Linked DNA regions of Mus musculus: region 2 is linked to region 1. The links are chromatin contacts, called in public HiChIP or PLAC-seq maps. All regions are on one chromosome and are shown on one strand. Each heading gives the region's core, a stretch centred on a gene start, on an enhancer-like site or on the middle of the called end of the contact. The rest is flanking DNA. Distances are from core to core; before and after follow the strand shown. Region 1 holds the start of Mrpl58 (mitochondrial ribosomal protein L58). Region 2 overlaps Llgl2 (LLGL2 scribble cell polarity complex component).

Region 1 (4,883 bases), core at 1,695-4,194:
GTGTGTGGTGCTTGGGACTGACCCCAGGGTCTCGCTCACGCCAGGCAAGTACTATCACTGAGTTAGACACCTAGCCTAAAATGTCTGATTTTCAATAAAATTACTTACCCAGAGGGATGTAACTGCTGGCTTGTTTTGCATGCTCCTGTAATGTGATATATACATACTGTCAAAGAATGAAGTCACTTCGATAATATAAAGCTACAAGTCAATGTTATATATTTTGGGCTGAAGAGATGGCTCGGTGGGTAAAAGCACTTCCTAAGAGTCAAGCCTGACAGCCTGAGCTCCCCTCTGGGTTCCCTGGGATCAACATGGTATTAAGGAAGGACCAACTCCTGTGAGTTATCCTCTGACTTACACTCTTACACACATGCACACGTGTGCACATACACTCACCCATTCATACACTCACACACTTATACACACATTCACACACACTAAATTCAATAAGCACTTTTAAGAAGCTATGCATTAGGTTTCAGGCCTCCAAATCTTGCTGTCAAACCCGTCTCGTCTCGACTCAGACGCTACCTCTTAAGCGCTCCTCTAGGAAGATGCGGCTCAGGCCTCCAGCTGTCCCTGCCCCTGCCTTAAGCTATTGCTGGGTGCCATCAGTGGCCTGTCTCATGGAGAAAGGGATGGATGAGACAAGACAGAGAACACATACATGAGGGCCGCTAAAGACCAATGCTCTCTGCCAACCTGACACAACAATCCTAGTGGGCCGCCCTGTTCCTTCTGGTGCCCACAGGAAGCCGGCAGCAGGCAGTCTACCTTGATCAGGTTCTGGTTCACCTGGGGGGCTGGCGTCAGACTGAGCTCCTCATGTCAGGTCTCCCCCTCATCGAGCTCTTCATTCAGCAGCAGCACCCTCCAACTTTAAGTCCTCAGGACCACAGAGTGCAACAAATCCCACCCCGGGGGCTCCTCTGGCCTCCAAGCCCAAGTGTGTCCATCTGCACCTCTCCATGCCTTCATCACTTGATCTCTAGACCTCACTCAGCTCATGCTGCTCTCTCTGAAGACACCTCTTTGCTAAGCCACCCTCCTCAGGTTTCCTCTGGCCTCTTCTGAATACCCGTTTACCCCTGCCCCCCGCCCCCAGACGATTTCATCCTTCTAAGCTGATGGAAAAGCCATTAATACTGGTGACTCCCTACTTTTGGGCTCCAGTAAACCTCTGCTCACTACAGTCCCACAGACCCTGCTTGTTCTCAGTTTACTTCCAATCCAGTAGGGAAGAATCCTCTAGACTTTCTTCAAAAGATGCCTAGGACCTAATCACCTTCAAGGCTCCTATTGCTTCCAGCCTGCTCATCCTGTCTTGCCTATGTTACTGTGACCTATATTACCGCAATCTCCTAACTTACATTCTAGCTGTTGCCATTCTCCAGGCTTCTGTCTGTAACACTGTGTAGCAGTCAATCTTGTAAAACTAAAATGTATCATTCTATTCCTGGCTCCACCCACTTCTCTCAACTGCCTCACTCAGCCACACTTGTCCAGCATGCTACTGTTCTGAAATGGTTGCACCTGCTCTGCTGGGGACACTCATCTCCCCAGTATTCTCATGTCTTCCTTCCAGGTCTTTGTACGTGACAAGGTCTCATATAATCCAGGCTGGCTATGAGCCAATTGATTTTTCCTGCCTCTGCCTCAAGTGCTTGGGTTACAGATTCAGGCCACTGTGGCCCATTCTTCCAGGCTTTTCCCAGATCACTCTACCTAAAACTTCAATGCTTAGCTGGGTTTGTTGGTATATGCCTGTAATCTCAGTACTTGAGAGGCAGGAAGATCACTGCAAACTAGAGATCATCCAGGGCTTTTAAAGAGCTTTTCTCACAACATGTATCAGTACAGTGATACATGCCAGTAATCTTTACGCGTGGGAGATGAACGTGGAAGGATCAGGAGCTCATAGCCACCCACAGCTATGTAGCAAGTTCGAGTCTAGCCTAGGCTACATGAGATCCTTTGTCCAAACAAACAACAAACCTACAACTGTTATTATCTCTAGCTTCACCTTTGCCTTCTGAGTCTTACTATCTCTGAAGTATCATATTTAGTGTTACTTGGGTTTATTCATTTATTTTTGTCTGTCGCCCTCCAGTATACGAGCTTTACAGCCTTAGGATTTCTGTTTTACTACTCTCTGCCCCAAATTAGCACTGTGCTAACAGCATGCTCTCAAAAGATGTCTGCTGAATGAGGTGCGAGTGGATGAATGAAAATACTTGATGCTCTTTCAATCCTACAGGTGCAGCTCAATAGATGCTCTCTTTCCTGCTCAGGCCCCACGCAGTACCACTACATGACGCAGGCTAAACATGGACCCTTAGGGACCAAACCAGCTTTGTCTCAGGCTTCCTAACGTTACTAGGGTCAAAAGACTGGGTAACGTCCCAACTTGCGGATCTCAGGTTTTACTACTTTCAAGGTCCATAATGCACATCTTCCCATATAATGTGAGCCTGAAGGCCGGGAAGCAAACGTGGACAAACTAACGATCTAGAAAGACGCGTATGTGGCGGCTCTCTCCCAGGGTCTGCACTACCCGAGCCACGAGGGTTGCAATCACACTCTACAGTCCCAGCACATCCCGCACCTCCGGCCGGGTTACTAGGGCGATCAGTTCCTCCTGGGGCAACCAAAACCTTGCAAGCCGCCCGGCTTCCTCGCGTCACCTAGCAGCGGGAGGAACCGCCCTTTCCGTCCCGCCTTTCTCGGCTCACCGGGACCTTCCAGGCGGTATCCGCGCCCTTGGACTCGGGGTACAGCTTGTCCAGGCTGTAGATGCTCTGGAACGTGGTGCCGTCTACCTGTCTGTGCAGAGCCCGGCGAGCACAGCGCGCGGGCGGCGCGAGCAACAACGTTCCAGTTCGGCTCAGGCCCCAGCGTAGGCCCCAGGCGGTCGCCATGTTCACCTCCCAGGACCGCTTCCGGTGCTCACTCTTCCGGCGGTCCGCCAGCCTTGGCTGAGCTGGCTCTTAAGTTCCGCCGGGTTTCTCGGGCTCCGGGCTGTCCACCTTGGCGGTGATGGTGGGAAGTGGTGCGCACCCAGCTGACATCTGGTAGAGGTTGACCGGCAGATAGAGACCACCTACGGGAGATTTTTCTTAAAAAGATTCCTGTATGGGTCTGACTGAGCGGTGCTCACCTGCAGTCCCAGCACTGCTCTCAAGGCTAAGGCAGATGAGAGCCTAACCTAGTCACATAGCCCCTGTCATAAAAATAATACATACATGGCCAGGCGTGGTGGCACTTAATCCCAGCACTTGGGAGGCAGAGGCAGGTGGATCTCTGAGTTCGAGGCCAGCCTGGTTTACAGAGTGCGTTCCAGGACAGCAAGGGCTATGCAGAAAAAAAACCCTGTCTTGAAAAACCATAAAAAAAAAATAATAATAGTACATACATACACACATACATACATACATGGCCAGGCCTTAATCCTTGCACTTGGGAGGCAGAGATAGGTGGACCTAGGCTAGCCTGGTCTACAAAGTGAGTCCAGGACAGCCGAGGCTTCTATACAGAGAAACTCTGTCTTGGAAAAATCATTTTAAATGTGTGTGTATGTAAACAAATATATAAATGCATAAATACATAAACAAACACTGGATCTAGCATCCTAGAAACACCCTTTTCTCTTTTTTGAGTCTGTTCTCCTTCCCTGGACCCTTGAGCAACCTAACTAGATACAGCAAGGACGACCTTACCTGCTAAGCTCGGACTTTCCCTGCCCTTTCCTATCCCTTGTTCAGTGTGAGCCACATTCCTAACTTGCTTTAGATAGATGAGTGGATAGACAGTCAACCAATCTTTGTGTGTTCGATTTTGAGCTTAAGGGTTGGTTTTGTGGTATTTATTTAGGCAGGTTTCAATTATGTAGCCCTAGCTGGCCTGGAGCTCACTATATACAGCAGGTTGCCTGCCTCTCAGTCCAGAGCATTGGTATTAAAAGCTTACCCAACCAGGTCTGTCTTTTGCTTGTGTTTTGAGACAGGGTTTCAACCTATTTAGCTCAGACTAGTCTTGAACTCCTGACCCTCCTGCCTTCACCTCACAGGTGTTCAGATTTGTACCACTACTCCAAGGCCCAGTCTTATGTTCTAACATATTGCCTGTCTCCAAGTTAGAATGTAAGGTCTCTGCTGTATCCCAAACATGCAGAGTGTGTCACATCACAGACATACCACGACTGTGGGTCAAGTGAATTTCATGGTAGTTCACGTTTTTGTTGTTCTTTGGTTTGGTTTTTCTTTTTCTTCTTTTTTTTTTTCCTCATGACAGTATTTCTGTGTAACCTTGACTGTTCTGAAACTCGCTCTGTAAACCAGGCTGGCCTTGAACTCTTAAAGATGCACCTGCTCTACCTCCTGACTGCTGGGATCAAAGGCAAGTGCTACTATGCCCAGCAGCAGTTCATTTTTGTAAGTTGAGTTTCAGTCAAGTTGAATCAACTTCAGGTTTTTTGTTTTTATCTACAAAACAGCCTTATAAGCCACTCACACCCATGTGAGAGTTGTGATGAATGGCTTTGCTTATACCCAGCCAGGGATGGGAGGCAGATCACTGGAAGTGGTTCTAAATACAGGCATCTTCCCTCCTCAAGCTTTAAGAAGCAGCATAGTGGATTCTTCTAGCCACTAAAAACAAACTGGAGGTGGTTGGAAAGATGGCTCAGTGGTTAAAGAGCACTGACTGCTCTTCCAGAGGTGCTGAGTTCAATTCCCAGCAACCACATGGTGGCTCACAACCATCTGCAATGGGGTCTGATGCCCTCTTCTGGTGTGTCTGAAGAGAGCATTGGTGTACTCTTATACATAAAATAAATAAATCATTAAAAAAGTAAAAAAAAAAAAAAAAGCAAACTGGAGAAG
Region 2 (4,883 bases), core at 732-3,231, 440 kb before region 1:
TCCAAAGGTCCCGAGTTCAAATCCCAGCAACCACATGGTGGCTCATAACCATCCATAATGAAATCTGATGCCCTCTTCTGGAGTGTCTAAAGACAGCTACAGTGTACTTACATATAAATAAATTAATTAATTAAAAAAAAATCCTTCCCCAAACACACACACACACACACACACACACACAAGTCAAAACAACTTACTAATAGCTGTATTGCCTACATGTAAAGATAATATTTTGAGTATATTAAACAGAATTCTTATCTAAATTAAATCTGATTATTTAATGCTAGAAATTTTAAGTTATATACATGGCTCCTATTATATTCTTTGTTTATTTGTTTGTTTGTCTTTCAAGACAGGGTTTCTCTGTGTAGCCCTGGTTGTCCTGGAACTCACTCTGTAGACCAAGCAAGCTGGCCTCAAACTCACAGAGATCCCCCTGCCTCTGTCTCCCGGGTGCTGGGATTAAAGGTGTACACAGCCCAGTCTCCTATTGTAATCTTACTGGACCAACATACTACCCTAGAATATTCTGACTTCGCATCCTCAGGGAAGTCAAGTCAAAGAGAAACACATTTTCAGATTTCTGGCCTCTGAGGCCACGACCTGCCCCGTCAGCTCTTAAGCAGTTCAACAATCCTGCTTGAATCCTTCCTGCTGCAAAGGTTGGGCATCCCCCATCTCTTACTTCCTTCAGAGTCCCAAGGACTGTGACCACTCCTCCCTGTCCTTCCAAAGGCCAGTTGAGAACAGGCACCCAGTCAGGCTCACCAGAATGACATTCAGGATGCCCTGAGCAGTGTGTCCTTGGACTGAACACGAGGCATCTTGTGAATACAGAGTGTGTGTTCTGATTGCTCACCCCAGTGTGAGAACTGTCCCTAGGCTGCGGCTGGCTGCTAGGGTCCTTAGTATTCTGCAGTGTGCCCCCGCCCCCAGGGCATCTTATCCAGCTGACAACACTGAGGGACCAAGGCTCTCTCAAAAGCAAAACAAGGGACATAGGCTCCCATGACTTTCCCTGGACAGGGCCCACATGAGCTGACTCCTTAGAGGAGGCCAAGCCAGGCCTGAGCCCTGTGAGCCCTGTGGGTGGGGCACACGGAAGGCTCAGTGGCCCCTGCTGGGATAAGAAGGAAGGATGTGGCTCAGAACCCAGGGAGGAAACAAGGAGGAACTAGGAAGCCTGGGTGTGTCCTGGGGAAAGCAGGGAAGGGAAGGTCCCAACTACCCGGCACCTAAGTGCCCTGCCCACACTGGTGTCCCTTCCACAGCAGCTAAGACTCTTGTAAACTTTCAAGGTTCGGAGTCCCCTGAGTGTAAGTTCTACATGCTAGTAATCCCCCGCCTTAGTTAGGTCCCTAAAGGGTGAGGTGGCCTTTCTCAAAGGAGCCGCCCACAGAGTGTTGTGGAGCCGCCAAGAGAGTGTCCTGTCCCCTCCCCCCTGTAATCCAGAGCACGTGGGCAGCAGGTAGAGCCTGGGGATACCCCAAGCATAGGATTCCCAGACCCCAGAGAACTCTAAAACAAGAAGGTGGACCAACGCTCTGCAGTTCTCCCTCCCGTTGTCTCCTCAGCCTCTGTCCTGTCCTGTCCTGTCCTGCTACCTGGGCTCAGGTGACCTCTGCTAAGGGAGAAGAGAACAATGGGCTCTTTTGACAGGGAAAGGAGAGCAAAGATGAACAGAAGCCGCCAGACTGTAATATTAGCCCAAGTCCCTGTCAGATTGTGAGAGGTGGGGGTGGGTGGGTAGCGGGTGTTGCCCTTCACCCTTACACTCAGCTGGGGAGGACTGTCCTCCAAGCCCACGGCTTTGGGGACCCTGTAGTGTCTGTCAGGGGCTGAGAGGAGAGCTCCCAGAAGCTGCTGAGGGCCTCAGGAGGGAGGAGGGAGGAGGGAGGAGGGGCAGATCCACCTGCCTGCAGTGGCTCTGCCAGATACTGGGTGTGGTAAGCTCAGATTCCTGGCCCAAGCAACTTGGCCTCTCTGTGTGGTTGTCATCTGACACTGGTGCCCATGTAGGCAAAAGCCACAACAAAACGATGTGGTCTGGGCTGGGCGGGCCTAGTTGGTTAGAAACACACCATTTATTTGATTTGGGAGGTGTGGTGGTGGGGAGGGTTCTGAGGGGGGTGTGTTATTCTGCAGCAGTCCAGCGCAGGCACCTAGGCCTAGGTCTGCTCACACTGGGGTGTGGCTACTAGTGGGTGCCTGGGTTTCACCAGAGGGGCAAGCAGGCCCCAAACAATGTTCAAGGAGCAGGGTTTCACTAAGACCAGGACGTCCGTCCAGCCCCTGAGGTAGTCCCTGTTCCCTTAGCTAGTCTTCAGTGGGAACCTAAGCTGCCTGACTGGGTTGGAGGTGAGTGTGCTAAGAGGGTACAAGTGGTAGACAGCAGGTAAAGACACTGAGCTCCGAGCAAACCATGCTACTTGATGCTGCCCATAAGAAGCGATTGAACATGGGGCTGGAGAGATGGCTCAGCAGTGAAAAGCACTTGCTGCTCTTGCAGAGGACACAGAACCAGTTCCAGCACCCACATGATGGGACACAGCCATCCCTAACTCCAGTTCCAGGAGCTTCTGATCTCTGGAAGCACCAGCCACGCATGTGGTGCCCATACATACATGAAGGCATAACATGCATACATATAGGAAACAAACTAAAATAAATAGAGCCATGAAACCTGTCCACTGCACCAGCCTCCATTAGGGTGCTTAGCAACCCCACTTCACGGAAGAGGAAACTGAGGAATAGACAGGCTAATCAATGTCTACATGGTCACGTGGTGAGAGCTGAATCAGAACCAAGGCCCGGCTATATGGCTCCAGTTCCCTGCCCCAACCACTGTTAACACCCAGCCCTGATGCCTGGCACCCAGCCCCTGAGCTAGACTTGGTCCCCTGGCAGCCAGCCCCTTTTTCTGGTCATGGTCACAACTCCTGGCCAAGGACAGGTAACCCTCATGGCCCTAGCTAGGGCAGCGTCCCCGTTTTGTGTGAGGCATCTTGCTGGCTCTGTGGAAAGGCCTAGAACTGGTTTAGAAGCTGGGATCTGTAAGCTGTTTGGGCATCTGTCGTGTGGCGGGCGATGCCACTGTTCTGTTGTTGCACGCATTGCCCACGACACGCTGCCTGACAGCCTGACCTTCAGGGTGGCACTCCCAGATGTGACCACACCGTGAGTAGCCACTGTGCAGGCGCGGACCCTAACCTGCACATGAGGAATTCCTGTGTGGAGTCTGACAACAGCCCATGCACCTTTGATTCTGTGGCGTTTAGCCAAGCACTCGGTGGACACACGTGTACAGCCCTTCACGTCACGCTGGCTCTGTTTACGTCTCCCTCAACCTAAATCGAAATCTAAGATCATCTCCATTCTAGAGCTGTGCCAAGGCCTCACAGTGAGTGAATGGGGCTATCAGGTGCTAGGTCAATACTCGTCATTGGACTAGATGCTTCACCATGATCCTGTTCTCATCAAAATGGTCAGAGTGACCGGGCACAGTGGGGTATACCGTGAGCCTTTAATCTTAGTATTTGAGAGGGTTGGCGTTAGGTGGAGGCAAGTAGATCTCTGAATTGAAGGCTAGCCTGGTCTACATAGCAAACTCCAGGCTAGCCAAGGCTACATAATGAGACCTTGTCTTCAAAAAAGTCCAGGTGCAACACTCCTCTAAATAAATTTTTACTGCTCCTGGCTGAGACCCCACAGTCCTCCTGAATGCTCACTTTCCTGCTTTATCCACCCCCCCCTCCACACACACTCACACTGCACCCTCCCATTCTAGACATTCTCAGAGGAGAGCAACTAGAAGCCCCGGGTGTCAACTGACAATGGCTGGAGACATTTTGTGTGATATCATCTGGGCAGAGGCAGGGGACTGGCATCTGGCCAAACTAGGGTGCTGCTAACTACAGCGCCCAGGACAATTCTCTCAGCACAACAGGCCCCAGACATCGCCAGTGAGGAGGGTGAGAAACCCTGCTCAGGCATTCTATGATGTACAGAAGGAAACCCGGGTTACCTTTTCTAAAGGTCAATGGGACACCTGCTGCCTTGATCAAAGCCCCTCGGGGATACAGCATTCCCCTGGACCATGGGGCGAGTGGCTGCCATGGATAAGACTCTTCAGGGTCTCAAGTACTCCGGAATCTGACTTTACCCTCAAAGCACACCCTGCCGGCACCAGCAAACCCTCAGAACCTTGACGTCTCAATTGGTGCAAGCAGCTCCTCCCTCCCATTTACCCCCTAGACAAAGAATGTGAGGCCCTCAGCTCTTCCCCTCCCTAAGTCTGAAGGGCAAAGGCCTTACCAATTCACGTCTTACAGAGCCAGGCCTTGGACTGTACGGATCAGGGGTTAAGGTGGAGTAGGAGAACCAGGTCAAGGAGGGAAGAATTCTAGCCCACCTCCACACCCTGTGATGCCTAGGGATCCAGGGGTCACATGTTATTTGGGGACCACAAGTGGAGCATACTAAAGGTAGGGGTAAGATTCCTTTACCCCAGTTCCACCCTAGCCTCACCCACAGCACACAGGAACCAAGGTTTATCCCTTTGCTGAGCCAGTCCATCTGGTTTCTGCTGGAATTGGCTTCCTTTTTCGAGTGAGAGATCCTAGCATCACCAAGGACAGTAGTGGCACCTGGGGGTCACTCAGGACAGGTGACAGGTACTGGCTGTAGGTTCCACCCAGCACACGTGACCGATTCCCTTAGGAATGAGGGTGGTAAGCCCCGGGTGTCACCCTGTTCCTAACACCTGCACCAGATGATCATCTGTGGCTTAAAAATCCAGTCAGGGAGAAGCACTAACTTAAGGAAGCTTGCTTCCAGGGGCAGGTGTCATGACAAACTCCAAGGTGACACCCCCACAGGTGAGC

What was found. HiChIP or PLAC-seq counts read pairs in DNA pulled down with a chosen protein or histone mark.
Region 2: a contact with region 1 is called in a FOXA1 HiChIP or PLAC-seq map of pancreatic cancer cells. The contact joins the enhancer-like site here to the promoter of Mrpl58 in region 1. A contact is called at or near these places in 5 of 115 datasets of contacts at active chromatin or transcription factors (embryonic stem cells, epiblast stem cells, large pre-B cells and 2 more) and 2 of 9 other capture datasets (liver and pancreatic islet).

What each region holds. Positions count from the first base shown.
Region 1 is chr11:115,401,813-115,406,695 of GRCm38.p6, reverse strand. It overlaps Mrpl58 (mitochondrial ribosomal protein L58), which reads right to left and starts at 2,944. Exons shown (of 6, transcript NM_001347645.1): 1 at 2,736-2,944; 2 at 109-145. The coding sequence starts at 2,921.
Region 2 is chr11:115,836,184-115,841,066 of GRCm38.p6, reverse strand. The region is part of intron 2 of Llgl2 (LLGL2 scribble cell polarity complex component); the gene reads right to left. Among named protein-coding and RNA genes, the nearest start is that of Llgl2, 15 kb to the right of the region's middle. Within about 2 kb of position 1,981, at least 68 of the 459 cell types and tissues checked have an H3K27ac peak or open chromatin away from gene starts, as enhancers often do. A contact at or near this core is called in embryonic stem cells, liver, pancreatic cancer cells and 1 more, where this site is marked.